3 separate regions of the Mus musculus genome follow, and all the other regions are linked to region 2. Evidence: chromatin contacts called from public capture Hi-C and targeted proximity ligation data. All regions are on one chromosome and are shown on one strand. The core of a region is the stretch at or near the end of the contact, and the rest is flanking DNA. Distances in the headings are between cores, read along the strand shown. Region 1 holds the start of Tonsl (tonsoku-like, DNA repair protein). Region 2 holds the start of Zfp707 (zinc finger protein 707). Region 3 holds the start of Adck5 (aarF domain containing kinase 5).

The links. Capture Hi-C pulls out chosen DNA fragments and counts their contacts.
Region 1: a contact with region 2 is called in a capture Hi-C map of macrophages, with 5 times the contacts expected there. A contact is called at or near these places in 2 of 39 promoter capture datasets (cranial neural crest and liver), 2 of 130 datasets of targeted methods (embryonic stem cells and pancreatic cancer cells) and 1 of 9 other capture datasets (macrophages).
Region 3: a targeted proximity ligation map of microglia shows a contact between it and region 2, with 4 times the contacts expected there. A contact is called at or near these places in 2 of 39 promoter capture datasets (frontonasal cranial neural crest and second pharyngeal arch cranial neural crest) and 1 of 130 datasets of targeted methods (microglia).

The regions. Positions count from the first base shown.
Region 1 is chr15:76,638,635-76,641,334 of GRCm38.p6, forward strand. It overlaps Tonsl (tonsoku-like, DNA repair protein), which reads right to left and starts at 1,295. Exons shown (of 26, transcript NM_183091.3): 1 at 1,220-1,295; 2 at 1,044-1,139; 3 at 814-956; 4 at 206-389. The coding sequence starts at 1,244.
Region 2 is chr15:75,967,838-75,970,537 of GRCm38.p6, forward strand. Zfp707 (zinc finger protein 707) reads left to right here and starts at 1,286. Exons shown (of 4, transcript NM_001347040.2): 1 at 1,286-1,567. The coding sequence starts at 1,460. It also overlaps the pseudogene Eif2s3x-ps1.
Region 3 is chr15:76,575,087-76,577,786 of GRCm38.p6, forward strand. Adck5 (aarF domain containing kinase 5) reads left to right here and starts at 1,273. Exons shown (of 15, transcript NM_172960.3): 1 at 1,273-1,408. The coding sequence starts at 1,397.

The DNA.
Region 1 (2,700 bases), core at 45-2,544, 670 kb after region 2:
CCCCACCCCCACCCCCAGGATATGGGGTTTTCAGGCACTCCTACCCTTTATCCCATCTCTTATTGAGTGAGCCAGGAGTCTGCTGCACGTAGAATATAGAGAAGGAGCAGGTGCCTGACAGGTTCAAGCCTGAAGAGCAACACAGGCCTTGGAAAGGGAGGGCCCAGAGGGAGCCTATGGGGAGAATCCAAGAAAGGGGACATACCCTCTAGTTTCTCATCCACAATAGCCAAGCTCTTCTCAAAGGCAGCTTGTGCCTGCAACAAGGAATCTCTTGATTGGCAGTGGTCATATATATCCAGATGGGTGCGGCCAATGGTGGCCCAGGCTCGCTGTAGTTCAGTGTGGTTGGACAGGGAACCAGCCAGATCCAGGTAGAGATGCTGGTGCTAATGTAGAAAGAAAAAGCATTTGACATGATCCGACTCCCAGCAACTCCAGCAGTCTGATACCAGAGGAAGCTACTCTTAGAAAAGAGACCCTTCTGTTTCCCAAATTTCGACAGAGTTGGGTATACCCATGTCCTATCTTTTCTATGCAAAGGACTGTCTATGGCAATGGCTGTTCTGCCCTGCAGCAGTGCTGTCATGGGAGACCACTAAGGGCTGCATGGAGTGTTGCTCTCAATAGCAGTGGGTCCTGAGCCTTCCTCATTCAGTTGTCACAAACCCATCCATTCCCCACCACCACCACCAAGAGGCAGGCAGCGCCCCAAGTAGACATAAGAAGGGTGTGACTGCCTGCCAAGTCAAAGGTCCCTGAATACTTATTTGCATACTAGCCCTCTCTCCTCAACAAGTGAAGGTCCTGTACCTTCAGAGCAGCAGAGTAATTCTCCATTTCAGCCAGCCGTTCTCCAATCTTGCGGTGGGCCACAGCGCAGCCTAGAGTGTCCTGGACGCTCTCTAGCAGATGTAGTTCCTGCTGGTGCTCCTCCAAAGCGTCCTTGAAGCGGCCTGCCGGAAGAGGGGCGTGTGCTCAAGGTGCGCCATCACCCAGCCAGTCCCCTGCCTCCAGCTAGTCCTCTCACCGCTCCGGCTCACCGTGGCTAGCCAGCAGCTCCCCCAGCTGGTGGCAGTAGGCCGCCTCCTCGCGCAGCTGTCCATTCCTCTGGGCCCTGGTCTTGGCCTTGCTCAGCTCTGCCGGAAGAGAGAATCGAGTCTAACCCAGGACCCGATCCACACCCTGCGTCCCGACATGCACTCCCCAAAATACTCACGGCGAAGCTCCTGTTCCAGGGTCATAGCCAGACAAGCCACCGCCGCCGCGAAAATCTGCACTTCCCGCGCTTCCCTGAGCCCACGCCCATTTTCTCACTCCACCCATAACACGCAAGGCCCACCCACTCTTCTGAGCGCATGCTTAACCCCGCCCCTTCGGTGGCCCAAGTGCGGTAGACTCCAGGCCTTCTGGGATTTGTAGTCCTACTGGCGCCATCAGGTGGCAGAAGGTCTGTTGGGTAGGATCTGGGCCTTCAAGGCTGCTGTCAGAGTACGGGCACCCAAGCAGGAAGTGCCCTTTCTGGTGAGTTACCAGGACTACAGACTGACCCTGCTCCCCTGAAATCTACCTGCCTTTTTTTTTTTTTTTTTTTTAGGATTAGACGGGCTTGGTGGCATACGCCTTTAATCCCAGCACTCAGGAGGCCAAGACAGGCAAATTTCTAAATTTGAGGCCATCCTGGTCTACAGAGCAAATTGCAAATTCCTGAAAAGCCAATGATGCACAGAGAGACAAAAAAAAAAAAAAAAAAAAAAAAAAAGGAGGGGGGTCTGGATAGATGGCTCAGTGGTTAAGAGCACCGACTGCTCTTCTGAAGGTCCTGAGTTCAGGTCCAAGCAACCACATGGTGGCTACAACCACCCGTGATGAGATCTGATGTGTGTGTGTCTGAAGACAGCTACAGTGTACTTGGATATAGTAAATAAATGAATCTTTAAGAAAAAAAGATTTTTTAAATTTCACGTATGTGTTTACCTATATATATATATGTGTGTGTGTGTGTGTGCACCTGCCGTGTGCCTAGTGTCTGAAGAGGCTGAAGAGGGCAACTTGAAGAGGAGTTACAGCTTGTTGTGAATCATCGTGTGGATGTTAGTTACCAAACTTAGGTCCTCTGCAAGTGTAGCTCTTAACTACCGAGCCAACTTTCCAGCTCCCAGCCTGCCTTTTTATTACAGGTATACTGTAGTGCTACCCCCATTTCCTCTAGACATTATTATTTTTAAAGATTTATTTATTTATTTATTTATTTATTGGTTTTTTTTTGAGACAGGATTTCTCTGTGTAGCCCTGGCTGTCCTGGAACTCACTCTGTAGACCAGGCTGTCCTTGAATTCAGAAATCTGCCTGCCTCTGCCTCCCAAGTGTTGGGATTGAAGGCACGCGCCACCACGGCCTGGCAGATTTATTTTTTATTCATATGAGTACACTATAGCTGTCTTCAGACACACAAGAGGGCATCAGACCCCATTACAGATGGTTGTGAGCCTTGCAGCCTCCCTGGGGACCAACGCCCTCATGGCCTCCTGGGAGCAGAACAGGGGCTACCCTGTTCCTCAGATGCATTTCTGCCCGTCTACCATTCTCTGGTTGCTGGGAATTGAACTCAGGACCTCTGGAAGAGAAGTCAGTGCTCTTAACCGCTGAGCCATCTCTCCAGCCCTCTTCTAGAAATTAAAGCACATATCACCTATTTAC
Region 2 (2,700 bases), core at 36-2,535:
ACTTCACAGCCAGGTTTGTTGACATCAGATGGACTGATAACAATGAGATGGGGCTCTGAAGTAAAGTCTCTTGGGGCCACTGGTATTTTCTTCACTATATACTCACAGACAACTTCAATATTATACTTCAGTTGAGCAGAAATTGGAATAATTGGTGCCCCTTTCTGCTATCGTTCCTTGCACAAATGCGAGATTTTGCTCATATTGTTCCTTAGCCTGACTTTCTTTTACCAGATCAATTTTATTCTGTAAGATCAAAATATGCTTGAGTTTCGTGATTTCTACAGCAGTCAGGTGTTCGGGCCAAGGGCATGATTCATTACTAGCTATCAACAGAAGAGCTGCATCCATCTCTACTGCACTGTTCAGCATCGTAGCCATCAAAATATCATGGCCAGGACAGTCAACAAAGGAAACATGTCTGACTAATTTGAAGTTCCCTTTGGCCCCCAGAATGTATGTAGGAAACTTATCTGGTGTACTGCTTCCACATGATCTGGTCTAGGACAACTTGAGTCATCAAAGTTTATAAGTCTTAGCATGAGCATGTCCAAGCTTGATGGTAATGTTTCTTTCTAGCTCATTTTTGAATCTGACAGTGTGAACTCCAGAAATAACCTTCACCACGGTGGACTTCCCATGAGCTCCATGACCAGTTGTAACAATATTAATTGTAGCTTGTCTGCTGATAACTTCACGTGAAAGTGGTGTCAACTTGGTAACATCCCCCAGCCATCTTGCTCAGAGGGGAAAGGACGTATCTTCCTTTCCATCTGCTCAGCTATCTTATGGTGGGACGAAGGCTGCCTAAACTAGAATTAGAATTACAAATAAGTTTGCATCTTTCAAATTAAATTTGGCATCACAGTGGCCTAAGGGTCCAGTGACCCCAATGAACAAAGTAGGAAATCCTGACCCATGCCACTAACATGAAGCAAACTGGCAAACATCAGTTTAGACAGCCATAGGACAAATTCCAAACAAAGAATGTTGATGGTTCTGGCTGCTTGAGAACTGGAGATAGGTTCTCTGGGGCATGGACATTTCTGATTTGAAGCCAACATGGTCTACAAAGAGAGTTCCAGAATAGCCAGGGCAACACAGTGAAACCTTGTCCCCCAAGCCCATCAAAACAAACACCTCCTTCCAGTGGGCTCAGGAACACACGAAAAAAAACCCACAGACCACCCATATCAACGGAAGGGCTGGGCCCCTGGGGGCGGGCTCGCGCACACTTCCGCCCTTTTATCTGGCCCCGCCCTTTAAGTAGCCGGAAGACGCTTCTGATTGGCGTATTTCCGCTGGAGAGTTGAAGTCAGTGCGGCGCGCACGGGAGTTGACGTTTAAAGGTGCAGGAGCTGGGGAATCCGACGGTGGTGCTGCTTTGGGTTGCTCTGCTCCGCGCCACTGCGCTTGCGCTGAAGCCGACCCTACCCCCGGCATCCCCCGCGGCCTTCAGATGCGCCGGCGTCTTGCTGCAGCTGCTGCTCTCGGCGAAGCTCGACGAGAGCGCTGCTTCCGACGGGGCAGCGCTCTTCCCGAGCGAGCTAACGGCGATGCTCCTCCGGTGAGCTCGGACCCTCTACCCCCAATCCCTGGCCCCGCGCCCACCTGGGTCCCCTTGGCACGGGCGCTCGGGTTTCCTGCTTCTGGCAGGTACCGCGCTCCGGCGGTCCTAGGGTCTCAGTCTGGGTCTGTCTGCTCCTGCTTTCCAGGACTACAACTTTCTGTTTTAGTGTTTCCCACACTCCCTGCTCTCCGGCCTTGAAGTCCAGCCAGGCTTGTGGCACCAGTTCTGGTGTTCAGATGAGAAATATATATTCTGGTTTTATCATGCAGAGTTTGTGGTTGGCAGTCACTACCCAGACCTGTGTTTCCCGAGCTTCGGGTCTTCCAGGTGTGTCCCAATTTGCAGCCTTGCTAGTCGAGTATAGATAAGAATGCATATCAGCACAGTGTAGGTGGTTGGTTAGTTATGTCGCAATGTCACAAGGTTGAATGCCTCTAGGCGCAACTTTTGTGATAGCTGTTAAAATAATTTATAGCCTGACTGGCCTCAACTTGTGCTGACCCCTTTGCCTCTGTCACCTGAGTGTTAAGATTAGTTAGGTTTTTTTTTTTTCTCTCTCTCTTTTAAAATGTTATCTCTTAGCTGGGCAGTGGTGGTGCACGCCTTTAATCCCAGCACTTGGGAGGCAGAGGCAGGCGGATTTCTGAGTTCGAGGCCAGCCTGGTCTACAGAGTGAGTTCCAGGACAGCCAGGGCTACACAGAGAAACCCTGTCTCAACCCCCCCCCCCAAAAAAAAAAAAAGTTATCTCTTTCTATGTTAATTTTTAGAAGTGATTCTAGATACTAGTTCTTTGGCAGAAAACGATTTGGAAATTCTTTCTCTGTTGCTTGCCTTTTAATCTTTCTTTAATCTTTCTAACTCCCTTTTAGAATCAGAAACTCTCTTGTTGGTTTCATTAAATGTTGTTTTGTTTGGCTTGCTTTTTAACTATCCCAAACGGTCTTTGACATAGCTTTTTCGTCAAAGTTGGTGTAATGGTTAATTTCTCAACTTGACGCAATCAAGTAATTTGGGAAGAATGTTTCAAGGGATTATTTAGTTCCGGTTGGCTTGTGGGCATGCCTGTGGGGAATTGCCTTGATTAGCTTAATTGATATGAGCGGACCCAGATTTGGGGTCCTGGACTGT
Region 3 (2,700 bases), core at 23-2,522, 610 kb after region 2:
GTCTCCCTGGTTCGGGTGTGACCTCACAGGGCTGAGGACTTTGATCTGTTCCCTACTGTATATCTGGACCTAATTGCCACAATCTCTCTCCCCTGTGCTTTATAAGTAGCCCAGTCTCGGAACACCCATTTCTGCCTTTTCATCCTGGGCTCTGTGCACCCTGAATCCATTTTGTCCCTGACACATTGCTTTCCAGTTGCGCCCAGACATCTCAGCTACACGTACTTCCTAGGCTTGCAAGGACGTCCAGAATGAATGAACTGGAAGGAGGCCATTGCCTGACATCGTCTGGCTCACAGACTTTTGTGACCCCCTCATACAGCCACTCTGCCACCTTCCAGGCACTCCAAAGCCAATTGGGGACATGACATTATCTTAGAGCCTGCTTAGAGCCATGTTCAACCAGAAGGCAGCTTGCCAGTTCCAGTGGGTGGGTGGGGGGAGGCTCAGGTGACCTCAAAGAACCCAATGGTCAACATTAGGACAGTTGCTGAGAAGAGCACCCGTGGCTAGGGAAGCAGGAACTTCAGGGGAGTTCTGAGGAACCAGGTAGTAAGGACCCCTCCAGAGGAGGATTTGCAGAAGGATTGGGTATCACAGAGAGTGAAGAGTAGGGGGACAAAGAACCAGGACTCTTCACAGAGAAACCCTGTCTTAGAAAAAAAAAGAAAAGAAAAAACAAAACAAAACAAAACAAACCAACCAACCAACCAAACAAACAAACAAAAAAGAACCTGGACTCTAACTGACATAGTTGGCAAGAAAGCGAGGGTGTCTCTAGCTTTGGTGGCTGTCTCAACAGGTGTTGCCAAACTGCCTGTGCGAGCGAATACTGAGAGTTGTGAAAATGACCAAGTGTCAGCTTTGAGTTACACTGTCACTTTTCAGAAAGGAACGAGAGCCCGACAAAATTAAAGAGCCAATTCAAGGGTCTGGGAATATGGCTGAGTGGGTAAAAGGGCTACCCTAGGAAGCCAAGTTCCTGGAACAATGTAAAAAGCACTTCTAGAGTGAAATAGGAGTGGGAAGAGGAAAATTGCCCGCAAACTTAGCCTGGCTTGCACAGGGCAACAGAAATAAAACAGACGGTGGAAAGCAAGCACCAACCGACTCTTGAAAATTGCTCCATAACATTCACATACAATAAACAAAGGAAAACACTTGGTAAAGACTCATCACTTGGTGTCTCCCATGAGGCTATGCCCCGGGCGACCTCAAGGGGCCGCTGCACGCCGAGGCGGTCACGTCACGTTTTGGGGGCGTGGCCCTTCCACTCTACCCAGGTCTGTGTGGCGCGTGTGGGCCGGTGCGCAAGCGCATTGCCTACTCTTTCGCGGGGTCGTCTGGGCACCAGGGACGTCTGCGGCGAAACCGGGAAGAGAGCACTGCCGGGGACATGTGGCGGCCGGTGAGGACCCCGCCCCCGCACGCCCTGGTCCCTGACTCTGCGCTCCGCATCCCTGCGTTGGGATCTCTCTCTGTACCCGGAGGTTCTGGATCCAGTCCAGGCCCGGGCCCTGCCCATCGACCCCAAAGCTTTGGAGAACTCTGATTCCCGCTTCCTCTTTTTTTCCCCAGAGCCTTTGGGAAGACTCAGCATTATTTAACCTCACCCCAGGGTCCTCTTCCTTCTGCCTCTGTCCTCAGCGCATCCCTCGGGTCTCCCCGGGAAGCTGCTCTGTCCTCTCTATCAGCTTCTGGAAGGGAGACAACCCCATGATTCCCGCTGGGTTAGCATGCCCTCACTCCCTTAGCCCCTTGTTCTGGCCCTGGGGGTGTCCTTGCCTATTCCCTGCCCTTGGAGTATGGCCCTTCTTCAGTTGTGTTGTTTTTAAACTTCTGCGAAGTTGTTTTTCTAGTACATCTGGCCTTGTAGGTTTAGATAATGAGAGGCCAGGAGGTGGGTTAACGTTTGGCTTGCAGTGTACAGCCCTGCTGGGTGTGTGCTTTCTGATGGGAGTCCTGTTGCTCAGAGACAAGTTGCCTTTTACACAGACAGCACTTTACTGTAGCAAAAACTTTTCCACATATCCGTATTACTTGTCACTTACACCTCTAGACAGCCCTGGGAGTTTGTTTTGTTTTGTTTTGTTTGAGATAGGGTTTCTCTTGTTTTTGGACAGCCCTGGCTGGCCTGGAACTAGCTCTGTAGAGCTGGCTGGCCTCCAACTCAGAGATCCTCTGCTGGGATCAAAGCCATATGCTACCACTGCCTGGCTAGAAAGGCAAGGGTTTTTTTGTTTGTTTGTCTTAGTTTTTTTTGTTTTTGGCTCCTTGCTTACCCCCCTCCAAGGTTGGGGTATTTGGTTTTAGCTCTGGCTGTCCTGGAACTCACTCTGTAGAGCATACTGGCCTCGAACTCACAGAAATCTGCTTGCCTCTGCCACCCTAGTGCTGGGATTAAAGCTGTGTACCACCACCACCCTACCAGAAAGGGGAGTTTTAACCTCTGATTAGGAATTACTGCACAGTACAGTGGAGTCCTTGCAGGTTCCCAATAACAACGTCCACTTCCTCTAGCTCAAATCTCTAGGCTGTTACCTACTAACTTTGGGAGATGGTCTGTGGCTTAGTTTCCTGTTGAGCTGCCTTGGGCTGTCTATCAAAGGTCATAATCTAGTCATCTTTTCTAGGGCTCTATCCTGAGTCTTGGCAGTCTTCATGGTGCAGGCTGCTGGCTTGTATGGATGTCTCTCTTTT